2 separate regions of the Mus musculus genome follow, and region 1 is linked to region 2. A link is a contact called in public HiChIP or PLAC-seq data. All regions are on one chromosome and are shown on one strand. The core of a region is the stretch at or near the end of the contact, and the rest is flanking DNA. Distances in the headings are between cores, read along the strand shown. Region 1 has its middle 12 kb from the start of Atp6v0e. Region 2 overlaps Rab40c (Rab40C, member RAS oncogene family).

The links. HiChIP or PLAC-seq counts read pairs in DNA pulled down with a chosen protein or histone mark.
Region 1: a contact with region 2 is called in an H3K4me3 HiChIP or PLAC-seq map of bone marrow-derived macrophages, with 4 times the contacts expected there. The contact joins two enhancer-like sites. A contact is called at or near these places in 1 of 39 promoter capture datasets (liver) and 5 of 115 datasets of contacts at active chromatin or transcription factors (astrocytes, bone marrow-derived macrophages, embryonic stem cells and 2 more).

The regions. Positions count from the first base shown.
Region 1 is chr17:26,661,523-26,666,302 of GRCm38.p6, reverse strand. No RefSeq gene overlaps it. Among named protein-coding and RNA genes, the nearest start is that of Atp6v0e, 12 kb to the left of the region's middle. Within about 2 kb of position 3,127, at least 229 of the 459 cell types and tissues checked have an H3K27ac peak or open chromatin away from gene starts, as enhancers often do. A contact at or near this core is called in bone marrow-derived macrophages and liver, where this site is marked.
Region 2 is chr17:25,911,466-25,915,834 of GRCm38.p6, reverse strand. The region is part of intron 2 of Rab40c (Rab40C, member RAS oncogene family); the gene reads left to right. Among named protein-coding and RNA genes, the nearest start is that of Rab40c, 6.1 kb to the left of the region's middle. Within about 2 kb of position 2,209, at least 78 of the 459 cell types and tissues checked have an H3K27ac peak or open chromatin away from gene starts, as enhancers often do. A contact at or near this core is called in bone marrow-derived macrophages and liver, where this site is marked.

The DNA of each region.
Region 1 (4,780 bases), core at 1,878-4,377, 750 kb before region 2:
GGAACTAAGAAGAGGAGACCCTAACCATGCAGTTTATAGAGCTGACGCTCAGAGAAGAAAGCTTCTCCAGCATGTGAAATGAGAGTGAACAGGTGAACAGCGCTTCTTAGCTGAGTGGGGAGGCCCAGGAAGAGAGCTCTGCCCTGTTCTCTCTCGGGACTCTTCTTAGTGAACGAGTGGTACTTAGAATTTGTGGGCCCTCTTGCCATCCACTTGGGGGTACAGCATCATCAAGAATGGCAAGACAGAAGCACCTCGAAAACAGTGGTTCTCAACCTTTCAAATGCCGCGACCCTGTAACAGTTTCTCATGTAGTGGAGACCCCAGCCATTAAATTATTTCACTGCCACTTCATAACTCTTTTCTTATGAATGGTCATATTTCTATCTGATATGAACCCCTGTGGGATCTTGACCCACAGGTTGCAAACTGCTGCTGTAGTCCCTTGTTGATGCCACTACGCCTGCTTGGACATGACCACCTGTTCAGAAAGCTCTGACATGTGCACCCAGCCATGTCAACCCAACCTTACTGGGTTGGGTGTCCACGTAGACAGCTGTGCCCTTGGCCTTCTTATGCTGTACCCGATTGATGTAGATGACTTACTGGTTTCTGTACACTAGGACTACCCTGCTGACCTGCTAACCTTTGTAGGATTCTCAAACCACCTAGGACAGCACAGCACACGGAGGAAGCTGTCAGGAACACGTGGGCTGAACATATAAACTTCTGAACAAAACAGTCTTGGCAGCCAGAGCTAGCTTTTTTTTTGTGCTGTATACTTGTTCCTTGGTTGCCTGATGTCTCAGGTCAGACCAGCACCACAACCACAAAATTACCCTGCGTCTGGGAGTGAAGACAGCAGTGGTGGGGGTTTGCTTACAACTCACAAGTCCTGGCACTGCAGAGGTCTACCATGGCAGCACACGCCTGTAAGTCCAGCAGCACTCAGGAAGATCATAAATCTGACGTCATCGTCAGCTACATGTTCTGTATTATTTAACCTGACTTTTAGTTTCTTCATATCTAAAAGAAAACACAACTCATATACATCTAGGTGATGTGTAAACATATATTGTAAAGTCCTTTATACCATACCTTTTATATTCATCTAGTTAATAAGATTTTTTTTTCCCTACTCAGATGTTGACAGAGCTCTGTTGGGGGCCAGGCTCTGGACTGAGCCCAGCCAGCAAACAAGATGGCTCTCTGGCACACAGAACTAAAGTGTGAGAGGCAGAAAAGAGTTAACGAGGAAATACACAAGTACCATTTCTGTTCAGAAAAGGAGATATGAGGAGTTGCTAAGCTGACACAAAGGCTTTTGTCACAATAGGACAATGAGTGTCGGGATTACAGGGAGATGATCCCACTCTGTGAGGGCTGAGTTGTCATGTCAAGTCTTGACATCTGGTGAGATATGTCACTTACTAAGATATAGAAGCTGAGAAGAAAATCAGATTTTAGAAGCAGCAGGAATGTTAGGACCAAGAGTGCTTTAGAAGTCTGAGCCCGTGTCTCAGCAGCAGGGCACAGTTACCAAACAGAAACCGCAACTTAAGCTAAATAGTGATGCCATGTCTCAAATTAAATCCAAAAACTGGGGCACTGCTACCACAGAGCACTTCTCTTAAGCCTGGAGAATAGAAGGCTATATATGTGTATAGATAGAAAAATAATAGATGGGACCCAGGCCTGGAACTCCAGGAGTCAGGGATCAGAGGAGAGAAATACCCAGAAAAGGAGTCTGAGACGTTGCCAGCAACTGTAAGCATAAGCATGCTTATATGGAGGTGGTGGTGCCACCTCCAATGAATGTGGCCACTGGATTTAGCCACACAGGTTACTGATAACCCCAGCCTAAGCAGCTGGGACAGGGATGAGACTGGAGAGCATCCACGAGTGAATGGGAACACAGGGTAGTCCTCTCTCTGTCTATCTCTCTTTGTGTCTGTCTGTCTTTTGAGACAATGTCTCCTTGCTGTCCTGGAACTTGCTCTGTAAACCAGGCTGGCCTGAGAGAGTCTCATGCTCCTATCTCCTGAGTGCCAGGAATTAAAGCATAGATCACTATGCTTGGCAGGTGGAGACGACTCTTTTGAGAAACCGGACTATGAAATGAGGAACAGAGCAGTAGCAGGAAGGATATGTGGAGAAAGAAGAGAATATGAATTTTCCAGCTTGTTTGCAAAGGAGAGCGATTTGCAAGGTTGCGGTGGCCTGAAGACTCTTGACGTTCTCCTTTATATAAGGCAAACATTTTCAGGTTCATATTGGTTTTTCAAGACAGGGCCTCTCTATATAGCTCTGACTATCCTGGAACTGGATCTGTGTAGACCAGGCCGGCCTCAAACTTAATTTGTATGCCTCCTCAGTGCTGGGATTAAAGGCCTATGTATAATGATGTGTATACGTCTGTATGTCACATGACTGCAGTGTCCATAGGGCCCAGGGCATGGAATCTCCCTGCAGCTGGAATTACAGGCAGTTGTACGCTGCCAGACATGGGCGCTGGGCGCTACACTCAGTTTCTCTGTAAGAGCAGTGCGCACTCGGAACTGCCCAGCCCGGCCTGCCTATCACTGGCCTCGCCACTCTTTCCACTTCACTCGTTATATTTTTTACTAATTTACCTCTCAACCATCAGATGTCCATCCAATACGCAAAGCCCCTCACTTTATCTCACTTCATTCCCTAAAACAATGGTCAGATCTGTACCTGGAGACAGTCTGCTTGTGATAAGGGCAAAGGGGACTCAATGCACTGTAGTGGCTCTGGTCTAGCTTGTCGGCAGTCACTCTGCCGCCTTGCTGAGGTCTCGGGGTATGTGACTCCTGCAGGATTTCATGATAACGAGGTGCATGAGCTATACGCCCTTGAGTAACTAGAACTCGAGGACCTTTGGATGTACCTGGTCCTTGCGAATGGGCATAGAGCAGACGCTCTACTTCTGCCGCAGTTTCTTGGACAGCCGGGAAGACAAGGTCTTTCAGAGCATGTAGGAGGGGGCATAGAGATGGTGTTTGAGGTTTATGCTGCGGTCCGAAGTCACCAAGGGATGGAACTGCCTACAATCTGGGTCCTGGCGGAACCACTACTACCCACCGGTTCCGGTTCCGGTGGCGTGCATTGCAGGCCCGGAAATGACATTTCTTGTAGCTCAAGCACAGAAGGGACGCGAGTCTGCGCTTCCTGCCTCAGGAAAGCAGAACAGCGCCCCCTGCGGCTGGAGTTGAGTCTCGGCATGTTCTCTCCGTGTAGCGGAGTAGGCAGGACCTCAGGCTGGAGCCCCTAATGGAACCGCTTTGTAGGGCCTGAAACAGAAGCTCATCGATGCTTCTCTGGCTTCAGTTTCTGGTTTTGTGTCGGGGACCGAACCCAGGGCTTTGGGACCCTTTCTAGCTTGGCTTGGTGTCTCATTCCTACTATTCCAGTACTGGGGAGGTGGAGAGCCCAGAGGATCAAAAGTTAAGAGCTGGCCTGGAGTGTATGAGACCCTTTCTCATAAATCAGCCAACCAACCAAGATATATCTGTTGGGTACTTCGACAGGCATTAGCCGGCTCGGATACCACTGAGGATGGACTCTGTCCAAATCTGCTTGGCCTCCCACCTCCTGCTTCCTTGATGACACACCCATTTTAAGATAGAGAAGCACTGCAAATTGCCCCTCTTTAAAATGTAAAATTTCAAAGGAAAGGGAGGATGCCCAGTAAACTAGGCTAAAAGCCCACCTTGCTTGCCATGACACCTCGGGCATTATTCCCAGAAGACAGCTCTTCCCTCACCCATTTACCCCACACCCGCACAAGCTGCTCTGAGACCTCCGTTGCCCAGCCTGCAACCTTTTCTTGGCCTTTTCTTACATCTCTCCTCCCGGCTGCCACAGCTGAGATTTACAGCCCACAAGATGGTTCTCAACTTCTTTTTGAGTCCATTTTAACAAAAATTATTTTTATCAAGACGAAGACCCACCTCCTATTTCCCAGCAACCCTTTTATCACTGAGCCACATGCAGCCCCAGTTCCTTGATGATGTCTTTTTAGTTTCTCTCCATTCCCAAACACCTCACCCCCAAACTTCACCCCCCCTTTCCCACCACAAAGGAGTCTGTAGAAATTACATGGGTTTCAAATGGAAAAAGAAAAAGAAAAAGAAAAAGAAAGAAAAATGAAAAAGGAAAGAAAAGGACATGACTGCTCCCAGGAACAGTGAAGGAGAAAGTTTATTGTAGATAAAAGGGAGACATAGCCAGAGGCGGACATAGCTGGAAGAGTCCAGGCTAGAACTGACCCTGAACCATGGGAAGATGGAAAGGGGAAGAGGAAGGGAGAGAGAGGAACCAAGTGCAGCAGTCGGGAGGCCAAAGGTACAAAAAGGAAGGGTGGGTAACCAGAATGTCTGGATTATATAGGGAAGAGTCTCTGGGGGGAAGCAGCACAGCTTGATTTCAGGGTAGAGGGCAGGGCTTGCCAGCCATACCATGTAAAGCATCCTGAGGGGTGCTGGGAGAACCTGGAGGCCAGGTGCACTGTAATATGTTAAGTAGGTACCTCAGTCAGGGTTTAAACTTAACAGATATATACTGCACAGTTGCTCTCAGCATCCTGGTCACAGAACCTCCATCTATGGCTATTCAAGTCCATTCCATCATAATGTTCACTTGGCATATATATGTATATGTATATCCTATGCATGTCCTCCTGCATAATCATATCTAGATATAGCAACTAGTACACTGTAAAGGCTGTATGAGTTTTGATACTGTATTGCTTAGGACA
Region 2 (4,369 bases), core at 960-3,459:
CTTATGCAGTTATAATAGACAGTTGTGAGATACCATGTGGGTGCTGGGACTCAAACCTAGGTCTTCCTCAAGAGCAACGGTACTCTTAATTGCTGAGCAAACTTTCCAGCCCCACTCAAGGGAAAAAAATTTTTTTTTCCGAGACAGGGTTTTTCTGTGTAGCCCTGGCTCTCTTGGAACTCACTCTGTAGACCAGGCTGTCCTCGAACTCAAAAAATCCGCTTGCCTCTGCTTCCTGAGTGCTGGGATTAAAGGTGTGTGCCACCATCGCCCGGCTCAAGGGAAACTTAAAACCCACTTTTGCATGTATTTTCCATTATTGGACCTGTCTTTAAATCATACACTCCATATGTCTCAATCATTGCATTATCTCCAGCACTATCACGAGTCTTGCCTAGACCCCCTTTTTTTAGTCATATGCTTTTGAGACAGGGTCTTGCTGTATACCTAAACTGTACTTGTTATCCTCCTGCCTTGGCCTCCCTAGTCTAGAACTCCAGATCCACTGTGCCTGATCTAAATGTATATTTCTGAGTGAATGAAAGGCCTCTATACAGCTTCCCTTGGTGCTAGTCCACATGATCACTATGGTAACTCTTCACATTCCTTTCTCTACTCTATCTGAAGCCAGGCACTTAGGTCTCAATTTTACTGTATATACTGTGGGGTAATTTATTGGAGGATTCTGTTGGCTTTCCCTATGTTAGATGCCAGGTTTTCTGGCAAATTGTTGGCTCCAGGAGGAACAGGAATGGCCACTGTGGTAACAGCTAATTCCTCCAGTGTGTGGTTTGTTCCAAGCATGTTGCTGAGTGCGTATCTATTCGTCATTTAATCTTCACCAGTACCCATGATTCCTATCATGGAAGAGGCTCAGAGAGCCTGGGTGGTATGGTCACTGGGGTCCTGGGTGGCTCTGTTCTAGCCTTCATTGAGAGGGAGCTAGGCAGACTTCAAACAGTGCAGCAGTGGCACTTCCTGGTTTTACTCTCTTAACCCTCAGTAGGTGTAGGGTTGCTAGACACTCGCTGCTTCTGTACACTTGATTCGCTATCCGCACCTTAGGAGATCTGTCCCAGCTCCTACCTGACCCAGCTATTTTCTGAAAAGCCATATCATCCTTGTTACTTCTTGACAGGCCATTATAGTTTGACACGGGCCCTGCAAATGCTGGCTTGTCTGCTCCATTCCCAGAGAAGCATTCACCTGGACATTGGTTCCTATTGTGCCTGGGCATGTAAGCCACCCTCTGGGGGTTGGTTACCTTCTGTTTGTTGGCTCTGACTAGGTCCGTCTTTCTCACAGTGCCTGCACCTCACCCTCAGCATTTCATTCATCTGTTCAGTCATGTATTTGTGGATGTCTTAAGTGCATCCCACCTGCCGGCCAGAAGTGCAGGCTACAAGCCAGAGCCGATTAGAGGACAGTTTGCTTTTACAGACTTTTTGGGACAAGGTCTCATTATATAACTCTGACTGGCCTAGAACTCAATATTTAGACCAGGCTGGCCATGAACTTAAAGTGATCCTCCTGCTTCTGCCTCTGCTCCCCAAGTAGTAAGATTACCACATTTAACTAGAATATTTGTTTTTGGTAGTATAAACAATACCAAGTGACATAGCAAAGGCTCAGATGGCAAGCCCAGCAAGACTGTCAGCTTTCTGGGAGGATTGTGTGGTCACACTTGGGATTGTTAAGTTGCATAGATAATGTCATCTTTTCCATCAGCGTGATTGTTTGTGGCTTGGGGGTGATCTAAATTTAACAGCAGCATTTCAGGAAGGAAGCAGTATCAGGAGCTGAGCAGGGGGTGGGAAGGACATGAAGGGAGGGAACTGGCCCTTGGCAGGTCCTTTTGCTGCCTGTTCTTTTTGAAGATGATAACTGGAAAGGTATAAAATTGCTTGATCCCTACAAAGCTGCCTCACTGAGGTGTGGAGCCTGAAACTAGGACACATTTAACAGGAAGCTGTGGAGTTGTACATTGACCAGAACGTCTCTGCTATCTAAGAATGCAGGGAACAAACAGCCTTTAGCATTTAGCATGCTGGTTGAGAGAAACCTGAAGAAGACAAGGAACGGGAGGTAGGTGGCCAGGCTGATTAGCTACATGCCAGTAAAGCAGGTGTTGGGGACCAGCAGTATGAGGTTGGCGGGGGCGGAGCATCCACAGAGAGGCTGACTGGGCCAAGGACGGTGTCTAGGAGACTGTGCTTGCGTGGGAGGTAGGTGGAAAAGTAGTCCCTCTGAGTCCGTGTAGTGACGGGTGATTCTCATGTCTGTGGCTCTTTTGCTAAAACCAGGATCCCGAACACAGCATATATCTTTACACATTTGTCCTTCAGAAAGTAGAAGGATGGGAATAGTAGAGAAAGGCGAACCTGACAAGCAGTGGGGCACACACCAGATGAACTGAAGTAGAACACTACCTGCCTGTCAAGGTGCCAGACATTTAAATCTGGAAGCTGGGGGTGGGGACAGCGCTGGAGAACAGTTAAGAACACTTGTTCTTGCAGAGAACCCTAGTTTACTTTCCAGCACCTACAAGGAGGCTCAGTCGTCTATAACTCCGGTTCCGATTTCCTCCTTTTGATGTCTGAGGACACCAAGTCTGCAAGTGGTGCACATACACACATGCAGGCACAGTGGCGCAGACACATGAAATAACTGTCTGCTGGTGTCTTAGTCAGGGTTTCTATTCCTGCACAAACATCATGACCAAGAAGCAAGTTGGGGAGGAAAGGGTTTATTCGGCTTACATTTCCATACTGCTGTTGATCACCAAAGGATGCAGGACTGGAACTCAAGCAGGTCAGAAAGCAGGAGCTGATGCAGAGGCCATGGAGGGATGTTCTTTTCTGGCTTGCTCAGCCTGCTCTCTTTTTTTTTTTTTTTTTTTTTTTTTTTTTTGTGGTTTTTCGAGACAGGGTTTCTCTATAGCCCTGGCTGTCCTGGAACTCACTTTGTAGACCAGGCTGGCCTTGAACTCAGAAATCCACCTGCCTCTGCCTCCCGAGTGCTGGGATTAAAGGCGTGTGCCACCACGCCCGGCTCAGCCTGCTCTCTTATAGAACCCAAGACAACCAGCCCAGAGATGGTCCCACCCACAAGGGGCCTTGCCCCCTTGATCACTAATTGAGAAAATGCCTTACAGTTGGATCTCATGGAGGCATTTCCTCAACTGAAGCTCCTTTCTCTGTGATAACTCCAGCTGTGTCAAGTTGACACAAAACTAGCCAATACAGCTGGGAAGAGGAGGCAAGACGCGAAGTACTCAAAGGGTCCAGGCCTGCAGAGGGCATAGAGGCAAGAGAGATAGACAGGGCTTTCAGGTGGGGTTTATAACAAGTGCTTGAACAACTTCAGTGAAGGACATCTCTGTCCTGAGAGGGCTATCCATGCCAGCATCTAGGAAAAGCAGAGGATAGAAGAACTGAGTACTGGACAGGCACAGGTAATCTCATAATTTGTGAAGCATTTCGAAGAGTTGACAGCCAAGTGCCAGAAGCTCTGAGCCAGTGAGGTGAGGGTATGTGGGTTAGCTTGGGAGCTGTAGCTGAAGTGGACCTGGTGCCTTTCAGCTGTGCACACTATTAACCATTTGAATCTGCATAAGACCTAGTTATTAGGGTAAATGGATCAGGGTTCAAGGTGCTTGAAGCCCGTGTGAGGTACTGAACAGGTGCAGTGACACTTACCAGGGTTGCTGAGGGCCTCTTCTTTAGGTTCAGAAAATCTCTGCCTAAGAGTGAAGCACGACCAAGGGAACTAGGTCACTGCCCAGGCTGCCTGCCTGCCCTGCCCTGCCCCATGCCAACACTTTGTTCAAAGAGGGTGAGTCAGCAGTCTTGCCTAGGCTATGAGTCTTTGTGTCCCTGAAGCATCCTCTGGCTGAGCAGGGCCAGGAACAGTAGAACCCTGCAGAAGGGAAGACATTGAATGGTGGTCCATTCTGGATTCTTCAGTGTCTCCCGCATCCACTGGTTCCCACCCTGTATCCCTCACTGCCGTCTTGCTGGTGGTGCTCACATATCGTGCTGCATATGAAGCCTCTTCAGGCAGTTCTGCGCCATATCCTGAGAGGCTGACCATCTTCTGCTTTGGCAGTTGATGTTTAAGATATGTGCTGACCTTGCTTAGTCTGGAACTGACTAGTTTCTTCAGAGAGCCTGGTTTTTCTTCTCTGGGGACAGGTAGTATGCCTTTTACAAAGGTTCATGTAGCACTGATAAAAGTGGCCTTGAATGCTTTTTGTTGTTTTTTCCAGTTAGGGTTTCTCTATGTAACAGCCTGGAAGTCCTGGAACTAGCTTTATAGACCAGGCTGGCCTTGAACTCACAGAGATGTTGCCTCTGCCTCCTAAATGCTG